Regions from separate parts of the Mus musculus genome. Here region 1 is linked to region 2. The links are chromatin contacts, called in public Hi-C maps. All regions are on one chromosome and are shown on one strand. Each heading gives the region's core, a stretch centred on a gene start, on an enhancer-like site or on the middle of the called end of the contact. The rest is flanking DNA. Distances are from core to core; before and after follow the strand shown.

Region 1 (3,381 bases), core at 341-2,840, 330 kb after region 2:
GCCTATTCTGTTGTCTCCTCAGGGACTCTGCCTCTGCTTCATGGTGGCTAGCCTCAGCTTCTCTCCACAGCCCCTTTAATGCTGAGAGCACCACTACAACGGAGGACACTTTCACCAGTGGCCATTAGAGCCTACGGTGCCCAGCCTCAGCTCTTCCCATATCCTCTTCGATCTTGAGCATCTCCACTGAAGCTAAGGCTGCACCTTCACCAATGGCCGTCCTGGCCTCTCTCAATGCCAAGCCTTGGCTGCTATTCGTGACCATTTTAATCCTGTAGACTTTAGGCCATGAAAAAAAGAGGGACATATGGGTGAGTATCACACACTACCAAGTTTGTCTCACAGCTGCAGATGTATCCTTGGCCACCACTGGCCACATCACACATCTGTATGATGTCCCTGAGAATATATCTCCCCAGTGAGTTCCCCAGATTTTCAAATCCACAACTCCAAAATGCTACAATCCTCTCAAAAAAAAAATTTTTTTTTTGGTCAGATTCATCACACCACAGCCCAAATTCCTAATATTAATATTGATTGTAAATTTGACAGGATCTAGAATCACCTTGGAGACAGCCTCAAGACATTCCTCTTAGACATACCTAGATGAGGCTATCCAGTATGCATTGCATACCTGTTAGGGACACACACACACACACACACACACATATATATATATATATGGTTAATAGAAGTGAGAATAACCGCCTTAAGTAGGTGTTCTAGGCTGAATGGAAAGGAGAAACAAAACTAAGCATTCTATGCTTCCTAACTACAGATGCAATGTGGACATCTATTTCCTCAAACTCCTGCTGCCATGATTCACCTGTGATGACAGAATGTACCCTTGAATTGTGAGCCAAAATCAACCCATTTTTCCTCAAGTTTCTTTTGTCAGGATAATGAATACAAACGCCATGAGCTGATGCAGTTATCTGTCCTAGGTAACCGTTGTGGCTAGGAAGGGTAAGTCCAGGGCTCTGCTCCGGGCGGTCTGCCTGTCCTTCCGTCTGTGCTCTTGGCTGTGGTAGTGCTTCCTGCCTCTCAACTATCGTGCTCATTTTCTAGCCTTCTCTGGCACTTGTGTATTCCAGCATACACTAAGCATGAGGAAATCTATTTGAATTGCTATAAAAGGGCATGAGGGACATTTATCATATTTTCAACTTTTCTCCAGATAAATATAAACTGAAAAAATAAATATAAAACTGAAAAAAAAATTTATACCAAATTTTCAGCATACATTTAAGTGCTTTCTAGCTAACTATAATTAAGGTATAGGTAGATAATTGCATTATTAAACAGTGGCTTTGACATTTACAAATTTAAAACAAACTAAGGCCTGAAATTTGGACAGAAGCAGAGGACATAATCACTCTGACATGACAACAGGAGGGATTCTAATTAAAATATATGGACAGTTTTGGCAGGAAGGAAAAGCTTTTAATGACTTCTATTCTGTTTGCTCTATCTAAAGCAAAACAGTTCATAGTAAAACTTTCTTTTTCTACCCATGATAAGGCCTCATAGCAGCCAATGCTATCTGCATAAGACCAAGCATTCCTGCATGGGTGGTGGTGGCGACTCATCAAGTGTGATGGCTTAAGAATGTTGTCCCTGGTAGGTCAACTATGCTCCCACACCCAGGAGTATATGTATAGCACAAATTGGGAGAGGGAGGCCAGGACAAGAAGTTGGGAGTGCCTAGAGGGTAGCCAGAGGCCCTCAGAGAAGTTGGGGGAAAGTGTTTTGATACACGGTGTACACAGACGACATTCTCAAAAATGTAATAGTATATATTAAAAAGGCTGAGGCAGTCCATCTTTGTACAGGTCTGTTTTGTTAGAAAAAGAGAAAGGGAAGGAAAGGAAAGGAAAGGAAAGGAAAGGAAAGGAAAGGAAAGGAAAGGAAAGGAAAGGAAAGGAAACAAAGGAAAGGAAAGGAAGAGAGAGAGAAAGAGAGAAAGGGAGGGAGGGAGGAAGAAAGAAAGAAAGAAAGAAAGAAAGAAAGAAAGAAAGAAAGAAAGAAAGAAAGAAAGAAAGAAAGAAAGAAAGAAAGAAAAGGATAAAGAAACTAAATCAATACAGTCATGGTATTTTTCCAATAGTCTGGCTGTGTGCTAGGAATTATGATATTGTATAATTCATTTAATCTTTATTATTGACTAACACTTTATTATTGAGGAAATTTATGCACTAAAGCTCCTTTCTGATGAAGCTTAGGCTCTGCCCAGACAGAATGTCCCAGGCTCAGAGGACCAGGCCTCGGTGCCTCATGGCAGGAGGAAATGGGCCACTCCAACCATCCACATTAGCAGCCTTTCCTGAGAACAGCCTTTTGCCTTCTCCTCCTTCCGTCACTGCCTGTGCCTGAGCTCTTCCCTGATTCCTTCAGACCCGCATGCTCACCCGCTTCTCAGTATGAGCTGTGGAAGGTGAAAACCCTCCTTTTCAGCAAACCATTGCAGTCAGCAGCATTGAACCTGAAAGTCAGACCTCACTGAGCAGGAACCTAACATCTGAACCTCCAGTTATTTCAGTTTTATAATCAGCAGTGATCTTCTACTTGCGTCTTCATTTTAGAATCCACTGACCAGCATCTCAGCAAATGAATCAAAGAGGGATGACACATTTCATATCTTTGAATAACCCTAAAATCAGGAAAAGGCGGATCACAGGAAAGGGATGACTAGCTCAGGAGTCCTCAGGCGTTAGTGTGCAGTACAATCAAGGTGGCTTATGAAAGCAGACTTCCAGGCCCATGCCTAGAGCCTCTCACTCACAGGAAGCTCGGGGTAGGTCCCAGCACCCGCATTTCTAAGGAGACCCCAGATGGTGCGGATGTCGCTCTCTGGAGTCTATGTTCCAGGGAGCCAGTGAACGGAACCAGTGTGGGAGGGCATTTAATCATTTAACTCCCAGATGTACCTTAGGAAGCTCCAGCTGGTACACATCTGTAAGTGAGCTGAGGTCCGCAGCGGAAGCAGATGTAGTACTGCATGGTTCCACCTGACAAAGAAAAACATCCAAAAGGTGACTGTTAGCAAGTTTTGTTTCAAATATAAGTGCCGCTTCATCAGAATGATTTCATGTTATATATTACTTGTATCTTAATATCTAATCATAGTTATCATAGTGTGTTTTATATTAAAATCCTTGGGAGGTGTGACTGGACAGCCGTTGTGTTTGGAACATCACACACTCCGGTGGTTGGATATTTGCCTGGGTTTCCTCAATAATGAACTGTGAGGAGCCAGCGCTGACTGAAGAGGCGCCATGCAGCATTCTTCCCTCCCAAGTTAGGATGGGTATTCAGAAACTATTGAACGCTTTCCATAAAAGTTATTAAATAATACCGTTTAAGGGCAAAGTTGGTACAATA
Region 2 (3,506 bases), core at 424-2,923:
AATGCTTAAGTTTTTCTCAGATTTCTGATGAGGTTGCAAACTAGTTTTAGTTTATAATCAAACTTGAGTTGTTTAACATTGAAAGAAAGAGTTTGTAGAGTAGACGACATGATTTTCAGGTGGCATTACAGGCTAAAATCTAAACATAATCTAGGGATAGAATCATAACTCTTTCAGTTAGGAATGATGGTAGAGCACTTTACCTAGTTGACAAATATGATGGACTGGATGTCATTTGTAATACTGTGTAATTTACATGGTTGTTAGGGTTTTGTTCAATTTATGTCTGGGAGAAGATTTTGATTTTGAAAATGTGACAGACAAGGTGAGGTGTAGGGAACAGTTATGATGCTAAGGACCTGGTCCCCACTGGTTCTTGATTTGTCAGTAAAGAAAGCTGGGGGCTGATTGCTGTGCAAAAGGTACAGACAGGACTTCTGGGTCCCAGGAGGAAAAGGCAGACAAAAAGAAGGAGAGAGGAGTTTCTGCCATGCTTTAGAGGGAGACGAACACAGCAACCACGTGAGGTCCCTGGGGGTGGGGAGATTTGGGACCTGTGGCCACAACTATAGGTTGGGACTGAGTATGTTTGACAGGTGTTAGATGGGACTACCCACTGAAGTTTAGGGCTGGTGCAGAGACAGAGATAATAAATTGATAAGGGCAAGCTTTTCCAGGTGGGAAATACCAGTGCCCAGCAATTGTGCCAAGAAGGCAAGTTATAAAAGAACAAACTGTGTTTATATGTTTTATCCATGGATTGGGGGAAGTTGAGAGAGGACTGGTAGTACAGTTACCTCCCAGAGCTAAAGGCAGGTAAAACAAAAGGGAAGCCAAGAGGGAGCTGAGAGCACTGTTTATCTTGGAACAAATCTTCATGCAACAACCAGCTAGCAGTCTGTGCAGAATTTATACTCCTATCTGATATTTTGCTCTTACCTCTCTTGCTTCCTGGACTCCTTTTTCATTATGATTTCTTAGCTGTGCTCCTTGCTACCATGAGTCAAGACAATAAAGTTGAGGAGGTTTTCCATTACAGCCACATGCTCAAGATTGTTTTCTTCTCACATTAATATGTTGCAATATACTCCACAGGAAGATACTTAGAGGTAAGTTGATTGGACAGTGCATCAGGAAGCCATAGCTCTTTTGATTCTGTAATAGAGTGAGATTATTATGAAAGATCTTTATCTAGGAGCAAGGAAACACCTAACCTCTGTGAACATTATTCTTTAACTTCCCATCTTCTAGAATCAAAAGATATTATTTTTTTTTGTCCTGTAGATGTCCGTTTGTCATAACAGTATGCAGGGAGTGATACATCTTAGGAACAAGAGGAGTGCTTTTGCATAAATGTAGCACAAGTTCTCTTAACCTTGAAATCAACTCTCAAGCTCCAAAACTATTTTAGCCAACATGCTTCACTCAAAGTTTAAATCAAAGAGGGAGAAAAGCATAATTTCCTTCAATGTTGCAATCTCTTCTTCTTCTGGTCATGTGAATGTCAGAACACAAATGCTGTTATTCATCTCAGTACCAGGTACAGGTAAGGAAGAAAACCACAGACGTTTGGAATCTGCATCTTACTCTCCATTTGTGTCCAAGAGAGGGGCAAGGATCTGTGCAGAAAGCTTGTGGCCTTTGTTATACACAGCATGACTCAAAGGGAATAAAAGCCAAAATGTGCTGGCTCATCCCTGTTCTCAAGTACATTGTGTTTAAGTTGATTCACTAGAATGGAATGAGCCAGATTTAGAACTTCCTCAAAGATCATGCACCAAGATTGATTTTAATCTGGCTGAATAAAATTGTGCTTTTCCATTGGAAAAACTTAATAGAAGAACCTATGTTTAGAAAAGGTACAAAGAAAGTTCAGATTCAATCTATACTGTTTAGTTAGATTTAGTAGATTTTTTTTTTAAATCTTTATTTTTTTTTTATGGTCCAGTTGTTTTCCCTCTCCCAGTCCACCCTCCAACAGTTTCTCATCCCATCCTTTTCCCCTGTCTCCAAGAGGATGTCCTCAGCCCTCTAATCCCTCCCCACCCCACCAGGTCTTCCCAATTCCCGGGGCCTCATGTCTCTCAAGGGTGAGGTGGATTCTGCCATGTTCCCGCCTTGATGATACTGGCTGGACTGAACCTCAGAACTTTTAAATTAGCCTCAATTAAATGTTGTTCTTTATAAGACTTGCCTTGGTCATGGTGTCTGTTCACAGCAGTAAAACCTGAAGACAGATGGTAACACTGTTCCTCTACTTGATGACCTGTCTTTCTACTGGAAATGGACTCTACAAGTTCTCTCTCCCTACAGCTGGGCATTTCATTTAAGATCCCTCCCTTTGAGACCTGAGAATCTCTTATCTCCCAGGTCTCTGGTATGTTCTAGAAGGTCCCCCCTACTCCCACCTCCTGAACTTGAAGAAAATTAGATTTTATAGCTTTTTATTTTTAATGGAGTTTGAAGGCTGGAGAGATTGCTTGGTGGTTAAGCACTGGCTTCTCTTGAAGAGGTCTTGAGTTCAATTCTTAGCAACCACATAGTGGCTCACAACCATCTATAATGGGATCTGATCTGAAGCTCTCTTCTGGTATGTCTGAAGATAGTGACAGTGTACTCACACATATAAAATAAATGAATCTTTAATTAGTAGATTTTAAAGACTCTGCTTAAACTTTAGGAAATAGAATTTGGAGTAAGGCTCATAACTTTTACATTATTTGGAATAATTCCTCAATAGTGAGATAGACCTACACATCTGAATATATCATGTCTGGTGATTTTGCTACTTAATAGCTTCATAATTTTAAACACTGAGATACCAGGTTTTCTTCAGTCTACTATGAAATAATAAGACAGAGTGAAAATAGAGATCATTAAATTTAATATGAAAATTATACCATATGCATTGTATTAATGTCAAATAGAGGGAACTACAGCACCATACTAAAGAGATAACTAAATATATACATGAATGAAAATGTCCCTATGAAATATAGAACCACATGCCATGAATATATAATAATCAAACATAAACGAAATAATATGTATTGATTTAAAAACTAATATTAGAAATGTTGTTTAGTGAAGACATGGCTCCTGAGGTGACTTTTGTGTGTCTCTAAATTGTTGGTGGGCATTCATTCTTATGTTATCAGGAAATGTGATAGAGTTACATCACAGTGAATTTGACCATGATAATATATCTTACACTAGCTTTATCATCTTCTGATGGGCTCATAGCAGAGACTCCTTAGACATTTTTCAGGCTTCATTGGCCATTCTTTCTTTGAGTAGTCTAGCAATTGACTGAGCAGCTAAAAGTTTCTCTGACTCTCAAGCATACAGGCCGCCTAAAATATAAGTGATAGGAAATATAATTCAAGAGTCTGGCTGGTAAAGACAATGAAAAGCCTTGTAGACTAATGGAAGTTGGAATAGTTAATCTTGACTGTCAGCTTGATCCAAGTAAATTATGTCTATAGCATTAGTAAACCACAGTTCTA

The links. A called contact is a pair of places that touch in the nucleus more often than the background predicts.
Region 1: a Hi-C map of embryonic fibroblasts shows a contact between it and region 2, with 2.6 times the contacts expected there. The contact joins two enhancer-like sites. A contact is called at or near these places in 1 of 484 Hi-C or Micro-C datasets (embryonic fibroblasts) and 1 of 9 other capture datasets (adipose tissue).

The regions. Positions count from the first base shown.
Region 1 is chr4:81,300,666-81,304,046 of GRCm38.p6, forward strand. Mpdz (multiple PDZ domain crumbs cell polarity complex component) reads right to left here. Exons shown (of 47, transcript NM_010820.3): 32 at 2,928-3,008. Among named protein-coding and RNA genes, the nearest start is that of Gm25803, 36 kb to the right of the region's middle. Within about 2 kb of position 1,591, at least 13 of the 459 cell types and tissues checked have an H3K27ac peak or open chromatin away from gene starts, as enhancers often do. A contact at or near this core is called in embryonic fibroblasts, where this site is marked.
Region 2 is chr4:80,970,383-80,973,888 of GRCm38.p6, forward strand. No RefSeq gene overlaps it. Among named protein-coding and RNA genes, the nearest start is that of Lurap1l, 61 kb to the left of the region's middle. Within about 2 kb of position 1,674, at least 45 of the 459 cell types and tissues checked have an H3K27ac peak or open chromatin away from gene starts, as enhancers often do. A contact at or near this core is called in embryonic fibroblasts, where this site is marked.